Linked DNA regions of Macaca mulatta: region 1 is linked to region 2. Evidence: chromatin contacts called from public Hi-C data. All regions are on one chromosome and are shown on one strand. The core of a region is the stretch at or near the end of the contact, and the rest is flanking DNA. Distances in the headings are between cores, read along the strand shown. Region 1 holds the start of KCTD6 (potassium channel tetramerization domain containing 6). Region 2 holds the start of PDHB (pyruvate dehydrogenase E1 subunit beta).

Region 1 (5,059 bases), core at 2,463-4,962, 77 kb before region 2:
TGAGATCTGGCCACTGCACTCCAGCCTGGGCGACAGAGCGAGACTCCGTCTCAAAAAAAAAAAAAAAAAAAAAAAAAAAAATTGAAGCAAAGTCACTATTAGTCACTTCCAATAACAATGACTAAACTGTCTAAAGAAATCAAATTGTTCATTAAAGAGTTCAAAGGGAAAAAACAGTATTGATTAGTTTAAATTTTATCTCTAGCTGCTTCTAAATATCTTCTGTGGAGATACTTAAATACAGCAAGAAACAAACAAACAAAAAAGCACGAAGAATTCCTTGTTATACAATAGCTGGATAATGATCAATTTCTGAATTCTGAACTGACGACCATTAGGAACATCTCTGAAATGATGCAGATGAATGAAATACAATCCCAAAGAATTTCCAGAATAGTTTCAATCTCTTCTACTAAATCATTTTCCAGAGCTACTAACAATTACAAAATGATTCATTTGCTTTTCATCTTCTCTCCCTTCTGGCACAGTCTCCAGTGGAGGGCTTAATGAGAAGTTAAATGACCACAAGACAGGCAGCAGAAGGAAGATCTTGAAATGGGTATCAAATAGGCCGGTTTTACTTGATGAAAGCAAATAAATATCTACTATTTCAGAAAATCTACCAGGAATGGTAACAATGAAAAATGAAAAAAGTTTTCCTTTACAGTGACTTTCCCTACTGAAACTAAAGATGGTTTTGAAAGACAGCAAACGCAACCAAGCACCAACAGCTATAAAGTTCAAAGAAGCCTCTGACCCTGTAAAATCAGTTCACCTGAAAAGATGTAACCTTTGATGCAAATAAAATTCTTGTGAAAACAACACTGACCACTCCCCAGAGAATATAAAGCAGTACTGAAAATTCACCCATGTTTAAGCTTCAAAGGTTATTGTGACTAATGTATAAATTCTGACAGTGTCATGTTAGCAGGTAATTAAGCTTAAGAAAACACATACTGAAGAATTTACAGAAGCCTTAAAAGAAAATATTAATTTTCTAAAGTAGTATATCTGAAGAATACATAATTCAGTAAGTTAATAACTTAAAAAAGTAACCTAAGAACCCTTAAATGCCATTCTCCCTGTCACTGCAGAATTGCAATTTCAGGCCTCATGGTTACGATGAACCAACCTAACAATATTCTGGGTTTATCATTCTTGCTATAGATTAAGAATTCTCCAGGGCAAAAGTCCTAATCCTGTATAACTACCTATATGTTGCAATAAAAACCTCCGAACTTCAATGAAAAATAAAAACTTCCAACTACTGACTTCCCAGAGTTTCCAGGCAGCCCTTTAAAATGCGTTTTTAATGAAACCTTCGTGTCTGGTAGTCAGAAAAGACTCAATAAACTCCCTCTCTCTATACTTACCTTCAAAATTGCCTTTTTACTGAGTTTTGCTCTTCTTGAAATGTGGGAGTTTGAAAGTGAAATACTTTTTATAGTAACTAGTTCAGCGACATCTAAAGGAGCCTTTGGGGTTAACATTCACATACAGGCCAGCACAAGTAGCCAGGCATACAAGGATAATGTGATTATGGTGTTACATTATCCTTAACCATACCACTGCAGAAATGGATTTTTCTCTAAAAGTAATCATTTTCTCTTTCTCCTCTCTCAACCATGTGGTCAAGAAGAGAGGAGTTACAGGTTTAAAAGTGACCTAATATTAAAAAGCTGTCACAAAATCGTAACACTCCTCTTAACCCTCAGTTTCCGAAAGGTAAGATGGGCTAATACCATCTTCCCAAAAGTAATTACACCATTTAGGCACTACACAAAAGCAAAAATTGGCCTATAAGAGTAACACATCACAGGACAAGGAAAGAGAACAGGTTCCCAGGGAGGTCCTGTAGTCGAATTTTGCTCCATTACTGATTATGAGACCCTGAGAAAATGACTCTTTATGCTCAGCTTCTTCTTTGGGGAAATGGAGAAAATAAAGGAGATCATGAATATAAAACCATCTGTAAACTGGCAAGTATTAGACAAACGTGAAAACACTAGTGGCAGCAGCATAAACAAAATTTCTATGTTAACATGAAAAACTTGAGTGTGAACAAAGTAATTTAGAGCATTGGCCTGGAGACGGCAAATATGGAGGAGGCAGCCTCTTAATTTGCTCTAAATCTCCCCGGGTCCTCTTTTTCCCACAGCTCCAGAAGGGAGAACTACATACAGGTAAAGGGGAGTGTCTAGTTTTCCCAGAGATCACCCAACATCTGAGCTCCTGATCTCAGAAGGAACTTCCTTAAAGCATGACTCAGGATTATCTCCAAGGTAAAGCTGAATCCAAATACATACATGTACTCCATTTTAAATGGACCCCAAATATCAAAATCCAAACGCACCGAAGGATTCATAGGGTTCACCCTAAGATTTCTGTAAGTAGTAATGCTTTGGTTAAAATATGATTTATGAAAATTCAAATCACAAAACTTTGGGATGGCATCCGTGGCTGTCCTGACCACTCCACTCCATCGTTCATATCTAAAGCATAGCACAAAATCAAGTATCTTTATGGACTGATGGTTTTCGGCCAAAGAGAAAATTCTCTCAACCTACCAACCCTGCTGACAAAACCATTTTCCTTTTCCTAGCTACATATTTATTCATTTGAAAACATCTCAATCTTGGGCTCAGGACTGTGCTACATGCTGTCCCCAAGCTTCTCTCCTATCCCAGGATGATTCAAGTAATAGGGCATTTGTGACAGCGAAAAAAAGAACATGCCAGGGGGATATGGAAGAGATGCTTAGGCTACCCCAAATATTCTTAGCCGAGCCGGGTCATCCCAGGTCACTTTGCCACCCAAACCTCTTCTATCACAAAGTCCTAAAATTGGATCCATCAACTTGTTCTAGAACTGGTATACTTGAACAGAAACATGATAACTTCAGCAGAATATCCAAACAGGATCTCTGTCACGTTTCATTTCCCCGTCCCACCCCCAGACACAGCCTCCACCACTGACAGCCCAGCAGGTGCTGCCAGGGCTCCCCATTACCACAGCCATTTATCACCTCTGACATCAAGCATTAAAAACGCCACCACACACACAAATCTAGGCATAAAGAACTCAGCTGCAATCTGAGTGTCTCTTCAGGGTAGAAAATCCCAAAGCCAGGGTTTTGAGTCCTGGCTCACGCTTTAAACTAGGGCAATTGGTGGCTAATAAGCGCAATCTCCCAAAAACAATCATTTTCGAGCACACCCCGAATGTCTCCGTCCGGGCCGTGCTTCGCTGCTGCCCCACCAGCGAAACCCCCACAAACCCGACCCGGCCAGGGGTAGGGCGGGCGATGCTCCGGGCCCGGACGAGGGGCGCTCCGCGGAGCTCCGAACCCGGGCCCGCAGAAACCGCGCATCCCCGCGGGCGGACCCCAGAACCCCCGCCCAGGCCCCGCCGCGGGCACCTCCGCCGCCGGCTCGTGCCAGCCCCGGGACGCGCGGTCCCCTCAACGCGGCCCCGCCGCCACCGCCCGGTTCCAGGAGCCCCCGCCCAGATAATCCTCTGCCCCGCTCCCCTGGCCGCTCCGCGCAGACGTCTCCCGAAACCCGGCCCTCCCAAGCCCCGGCCCTCCCAAGCCCCGGCCCCGCAAGCCCCAAGCCAGCCCCACTCACTGCGCGGCGGCGGCGGCGGCGGCGGCAGCGGCGGCGGCCGGGCCGGGAGATGCCCGCGGCCGGAGAGCGCGAGCGCGGGGACGAGCGAGCCCGCGCCCGGCGGCGGCGGCGGCGGCGGCGGCAGAAGGGACGACTGAGCCCGCGCCCGGAGTTGCGGCTCCAGCTGCCCGGCGCGGGCGGCGCCTTCCCAGCAGAGCCGTAGCGCCACAAGCGCGGGCGCCCCCTAACGGCAGCGCGGGCGGGAAGCCAGAGAGCCGGGCGGCCTTAGGAGCGAGCGCAGCCGGAGCCGCGCGGTCAAGACCGCAAGACCGCAGCCCCGAAGCCCCGCCCTGAAGCCCCAGTCCCGCCCCTTAGGCTCAGCTCAGAAGCCCCGAAGCCCCGAAACCCCGCCCCTGCGTCCCGCCTCCGTCCGCAGCCTGGGGTCCGCCCAGCCCCAGGCCCACTGCGTCCTCAGAGCTGGTGTTTCCACAGCTGTTTCTCCTTAGTCATTTCATGAACTTGTATGGGACCCCCACTATATCTCAGGCCTGGGGGTTTAGGAGATACAGCGGCTACCAAGACGCAAGCGGGTCCTAATGAAAGGAGAAGACAGACAAGAGTCAAGGAAACAGCTAATAGACAAAATAATGACAGGTTATGATCATAAGCGTTGGGAGAGGCGTGATTAGAGGACTTAGATGGAGAAGGGAAGGGAGCCCCTGCTTCAAACGCAGTAGCCAAGGAAGACCTGGACCCCGGACCTGCGGTCGGAGCCTCTCCTGCCTGCCCTGCACTGGGGAGACAACCCTGCGATGAGGCCTGTGAAGAAGCCCCCGCGGCCACCCCTCCGGCCTGGTGGGCAGGACAGCAAAGGACAGCTGGGCCCAGAGCCTCAGCAACACGGGCAGCCAGGTGGAGAGAAGGGCAGAGCCACCTTCAGCAGACGAAACGACCCGTGCAAAGGCTCTGGGGCCTGGAGGAGCTCGGCCCTAGATGAGACTGGCGCCGGTATTGTCCCCACTTCACCAGGAAGGAAGCCAAGACTGCAGAGGATGGGCAGCTCCTAACGCCTCAGGGCTAATTGGCCTCCATCCGTCCACTCGTTCCAAGTCCCATTCGCTTCCTACTAGCCAGGCCTCTGTCCCCTTCCGTTGGGACCGGTTACCTGATGCTGGGTTTAACCTTCTCCACCAGAATAACCACTGGCCTTAGAAACTTACTTGGGTTTCACGTCTGCATGTGTGTGAGCTAGCTCTGGGGTTGAAATTATATCAGCATGATCATCACAGTTGTATCTGATACTTGATTCTTCTCCAAAGCTCAAATTGATAGGTTAAATAAATGACATATGCTTCATCAACATACCCAAGTGCTACATGATCAAATTCACAAAGACTAGGTGAGAATACAGGGAAATGTGTGTGAAAATGATCAAAATGATCAGTACACAAACT
Region 2 (5,329 bases), core at 778-3,277:
ACAAATCAGATATATGATTGGCTAGTGTTTGAACAAGGCGATTTGGCTATGATTGGTTCCCGCCATTTCTGATATTTTGGTTCAAACTTTGAGGCGGGAGAGCAGGTTTATGGCAGCAAGAGTTTATCTTACTTAAACACGTCTTGTGACCTTGCCTCAGAACTTACAAAATCTCTGGTATGTGCAAAACAAAATCTCTGGTACGTGCAGAAAACCAGGTACTCACAGAACTTACGAAATCTCTGGTATGTGCAAAGATTAGAGAGCAGAACAAGGGTGTAGCGGGTGGGGGGCGGGTACACATCTATCTTTGTGTCCTTTCAAGGTCATCTCCATGCAGCTGTCCCCAAATTTCTATCTCTAGTCCTGACTAGGCCCTAGGCTCCAGCCAACCTGGGTATGTCCCAGTCATCTAAAGAATAAAGGCTGGCTGCAGGGGCTCATGCCTGTAATCCCAGCACTTTAGGAGGCTGAGGCAGGTGGATCACTTGAGGTCGAGAGTTCAACACCAGCCTGGCCAACATAGTGAAAACTCATCTCTACTAAAAATAAAAAAATTAGCCAGGCATGGTGGCAGGTGCCTGTAATCCCAGCTACTCAGGAGGCTGAAGCAGGAGAATAACTTGAACCTGGGAGGCAGAGGTTGCAGTGAGCTGAGATGGCGCGACTGCACTTCAGCCTGGGTGACAGTGAGAGACTCCATCTCAAAAAACAAAAATAGACTCTTACTTCCCCAGCTCCTCGCAATTACACTGCCCCAGGCTCCTCCCTTGTCCCATCTATCCATCCAACAACGACAAAAATCCAAAATTTTCCTCAGCTCTTCCCTAGCACTTACAGCATTCCTATTGATTCTAGCCCAAATAGAACTCAAAACTGTCCCACTCCTCTCCATCTGGAAGTTGCCTCCTAGTCTGACTCTGTCGCCACCACAGACTTCCCAGCATCCGCCTGCTATGCCTTTGCCTCCACCCCTTCCCATTCCCAGTCAGCAACCTACTGATCAATTAGGGATGGCCCTAGATGCACTACTGCACTGGGTCCCAGAGACCTTAGATTATAAACCCAGACTCCTCATCACAGCCCACAAAACCCTAATTTGGAAGTTGCAAATTCCTAATTTGGCAGCCTGCAGCTGTGATCCACAGAAGGGAATGTTTGGAATGTCTCGGGGATGGGTGGAGACTGGGTCTCCAATTGTCCCATCTGACCCCCAAGGGCCAAACTAAGACTAATGAGCTTCCAGAGGTTGTCTCTATGGTCAAGTGTTAGGCATCTCCCCATAGGGCCTTCTCTAAAGTTGTTGTAACCTTCCCCCAAACAGGACCCCAACCTCTGCTTCAGGAAGCAGTGGGAAAAGACCATGCTTTAGAGTTAGTCCTAAATATCGGCTCATTTAATCAATTTCTGCTCCAGTTTACCCATCTTCAAAATGGAGATAATAATAACACTAATTACCCAAGTGGGGTACTGTGAGAATGAGCTATAAGGCACAGATCTCAATGCTTGGCTCACAGTAGGTGGTTAATGCAATCAATGAAAGCTGTGGTCTGCATTATAAGGAATTAACAGACAGCACTGTCCAGGGAAGACTAGGCTCACTCATAAAGTGTTAAGTTCCCCATCACTACAGCGTGTGCAAGCACTTCTTGGTGCCCAAAGGATTCCAGTACCCACAACAGGTTGGCCTAACTCTTAAGGTCTCTCCAGCTTCCAGAGATCATGCTCCTCAGTGTCTGACTTTTTAGTCCCCACGCTTCAAGTAACACCGACCAGGCACGTGTGCCCAGCGTGCACCCCGCAAGTCGGTCACCGCCTACTGTCAATAAAGTTGATTTGAGGCGGCTCCAGGCAGAGGTGCAGTGCCACCCATACAGCCACCTCCGCCCGGCCCCGCGGCCCCTCACCCGGTGGGCGGGGGAGGGGGGGCCGAGTCACGCAGGCGCCGCGCCTTGCCATTGGCCCGCGCCGGGGGAGGCGGGGCTTTCTCCCGTCTGCCAGCCCCTCTGTGTTGTCATTTGGCAGCGGATAGAGGACACGATCAAGATGGCGGCGGTATCTGGCTTGGTGCGGAGACCCCTTCGAGAGGTAGGCAGCAGCGCGCGGCCTGTATTCCCACGCCACCCGTGTCCACCCTGCGTCCCGCCATCATCTTCCTCTTTCCCTGCCAGGTCTCCGGGCTGCTGAAGAGGCGCTTTCACTGGACCGCCCCGGCTGCGCTGCAGGTAACAGGCGCGGGCGCTTGTCGGACGAGGGCGGGGAGGGGCCCTCTTCTCTCGGGAAGGGGGCCGGAGTCGCGCCTGCGCCGTGGCCGGCCGGCGCCGTGGGCCTGGTTTGCGGAGCCAGCATCCTCCCTGGAGCTCCTGCTGCCTCTGTCGCCGCCTGGCGCTTATCACCCCGGCGAGTCACTACCTCACAGCTGGCTGGGCAATGGGGGAAAACTAAGATTAGGCGTTTCTTCCCTCACTTCATGGTTTTTTTCCTTTAAATTGCAGCAAAATAGACCTAACTTAAAATGTACTTTTTAGAAGTGTATAATTCAGTGGCATTAAGTACATTCACCATGTTGTACAACCATTAACCACCATCCATTTCCAGAACTTTTTAATCATCCTAAACAGAAACTGTCCGTTACTCGGTAACTCCTCATTTCCCTTAACCAAAGCCGTGGTAACCCCTGTTGTACTTTTCTGTCTCTATGAGGTTACCTATTCTAGAATTTTATATAAGTGGCATAATTTGTCCTTTTGTGTCTGGCTTATCTGAGCGTAATGTCCTCAGGGTTCATCCATGTTGTAGCATGCGTCAGAGTTTGATTCCTTCCTAAGGCTGAATAATATATATATGTATGTATTTTTGAGATAGTCTCGCTCTGTCATTCAGGCTGGAGTGCAGTGGCGCGATCTGAGCTCACTGCAACCTCCACCTCCGGGGCTCAAGGGATTCTCACGCCTCACACTCCTGAGTAGCTGTGATTACAGGCGGGCGCCACCACACCCGGCTGATTTTTGTATTTTTAGTAGAGACAGGGTCTCACCATATTGCCCAGGCTGGTCTTGAACTCCTGGCCTCAAGTGATGTGCCTGCCTTGGCCTCCCAAAGTTCTAGGATTACAAGCATGAGCCACCTCGCCTAGCCCGACATTTTCTTGTTTTTGTTTGTTTGAGATGGAGTTTTGCTCTTGTTATCCAGGCTGGAGTGCAATGGCACTATCTCGGCTCGCTGCAACCTCCGCCTCCTGGGTTCAAGCAGTTCTGCCTTAGCCTCCTGAGTAGCTGGAATTACAGGCGCCCGCCACCACACCCGGCTAATTTTTTTATTTTTAGTGGAGGCCAGGTTTCACCACGTTGATCCAAACCTGCCTTGGCTTCCCAAAGTGCTGGGATTACAGGTGTGAGCCACCGTGCCTGGCCTTGTTTTGTCTATTGTGAATAATGCTGCTGTGAACATTGATGTGCAAGTATATGCTTGAATCCCTGCTTTCAGTTATTTGGGGCATATACATAGAAGTGGAATTGATGGATTGTATGTTAATTCTCCTCTCCTTCCTTTTTTTAAAAACTATATTTTACCATTCATTATATTAAAATAGCAACTCCTACATTCTGGATGCAAAGTGTTTGGCACCTAGTGAGTGCTCAGTATACTAACACATACAGTCAAAGACCAACTATGTGTGATAGAAATGTTACTTTTAGAATCCTTTGAGTTTTTAAAGAGAAACTTGTTCTAGTGTTTTTATATTGTATGCTCTGGGCAGCCTAGGTAAATATAAAGGAAGAAAATCTTAGTTGAATCTCAAACAATTCTTATTGACTGTTTTTGCATACCTGTGACAGGTGACAGTTCGTGATGCTATAAATCAGGGTATGGATGAGGAGCTGGAAAGAGATGAGAAGGTATTTCTGCTTGGAGAAGAAGTTGCCCAGTACGATGGGGCATACAAGGTAACTAAAATATATGAAAGTTATACAAAATTGAGGTCACTGTTACCCCCAGATACACTTAAGGGATCAAATCTTAATTGTAGGTTAGTCGAGGGCTGTGGAAGAAATATGGAGACAAGAGGATTATTGACACTCCCATATCAGAGGTAAGCCTTCCAGGGGGAAGCAGACCCTAGAGGGCATGTCTGTTAGTGTCCACTGTCTTCATTTTTATGGATTTTCACTTATGTTTATATTTTACTTTATAGATGGGCTTTGCTGGAATTGCTGTAGGTGCAGCTATGGTATGTAATACTCTTTATGGGAAGCTTATCCAAATACATTTCTTGTTTTCTTTTGAGACGGAGTCTCACTCTGTCGCCCAGCCTGGAGTGCACTGGCATGATCTCAGCTTCCAGGTTCAAGCGATTCTCCTGCCTCGGCCTCCATAGTGACTGGGATTACAGGTCGTGCCACCATGCCCGGCTAATTTTTGTGTTTTTAGTAGAGATGGGGTTCTACCATGTTGGCCAGGCTGGTCTCGAACTCCTGGCCTCAAGTGATCTGCCCACCTTGGCCTCCCAAAGTGCTGGGATTACAGGCGTGAGCCACTGTGGCCATCCCCAAAGATATTTAACATCACCTTTTAAAAACATTTGGGAAAAAAACAAAACAATTCCAAGTAGGTAGATGTGGTGGTGCTTGCCTGTAGTCCCAGCTACTCTGCATGCTGAGGCAGGAGGATTACTTGAGCCTAGGAGTTACAGGCTGCAGTGAGCTATGATGTGCGCCACTGCACTCCAGCCTGGGTGACAGTGAAACCCTGTTTATAAAAAATAAAAACATTATTTGAATGTTGGAAGACTTGGAGTGATTGTTTGCTAGTCTTTATTGCTGTTTCTAGTCTTTTTAACATCCACATTTTTGATTTTACAGGCTGGGTTGCGGCCCATTTGTGAATTTATGACCTTCAATTTCTCCATGCAAGCCATTGACCAGGTTATAAACTCAGCTGCCAAGACCTACTACATGTCTGGTGGCCTTCAGCCTGTGCCTATAGTCTTCAGGGGGCCCAATGGTGCCTCAGCAGGTGTAGCTGCCCAGCACTCACAGTGCTTTGCTGCCTGGTATGGGCACTGCCCAGGCTTAAAGGTGGTCAGTCCCTGGAATTCAGAGGATGCTAAAGGACTTATTAAATCAGCCATTCGGGATAACAATCCAGGTCAGCACAGGGACCCTTTGGGTTTTTTTTTGAAAATTGAAAAACTAAAATGATATATTTGCACAGAGGAAACCATTAAAGTCTTTTAGTTAGGCTTAGATATATCATATAAAATGTTAATAATTTATATAGTAAAGACAGTAAAGAATGTGCTTGCTTTTCCTATTTCCAACTATAAGGG

The links. A called contact is a pair of places that touch in the nucleus more often than the background predicts.
Region 1: a Hi-C map of fetal cortical plate shows a contact between it and region 2, with 2.5 times the contacts expected there. The contact joins the promoter of KCTD6 here to the promoter of PDHB in region 2. A contact is called at or near these places in 4 of 14 Hi-C or Micro-C datasets (CD4 T cells, fetal cortex germinal zone, fetal cortical plate and 1 more).

What each region holds. Positions count from the first base shown.
Region 1 is chr2:122,078,849-122,083,907 of T2T-MMU8v2.0, reverse strand. It overlaps KCTD6 (potassium channel tetramerization domain containing 6), which reads right to left and starts at 3,712. Exons shown (of 3, transcript XM_015130532.3): 1 at 3,627-3,712.
Region 2 is chr2:122,000,283-122,005,611 of T2T-MMU8v2.0, reverse strand. It overlaps PDHB (pyruvate dehydrogenase E1 subunit beta), which reads left to right and starts at 2,027. Exons shown (of 10, transcript NM_001195394.1): 1 at 2,027-2,088; 2 at 2,172-2,225; 3 at 3,840-3,947; 4 at 4,031-4,093; 5 at 4,196-4,231; 6 at 4,863-5,148. The coding sequence starts at 2,047.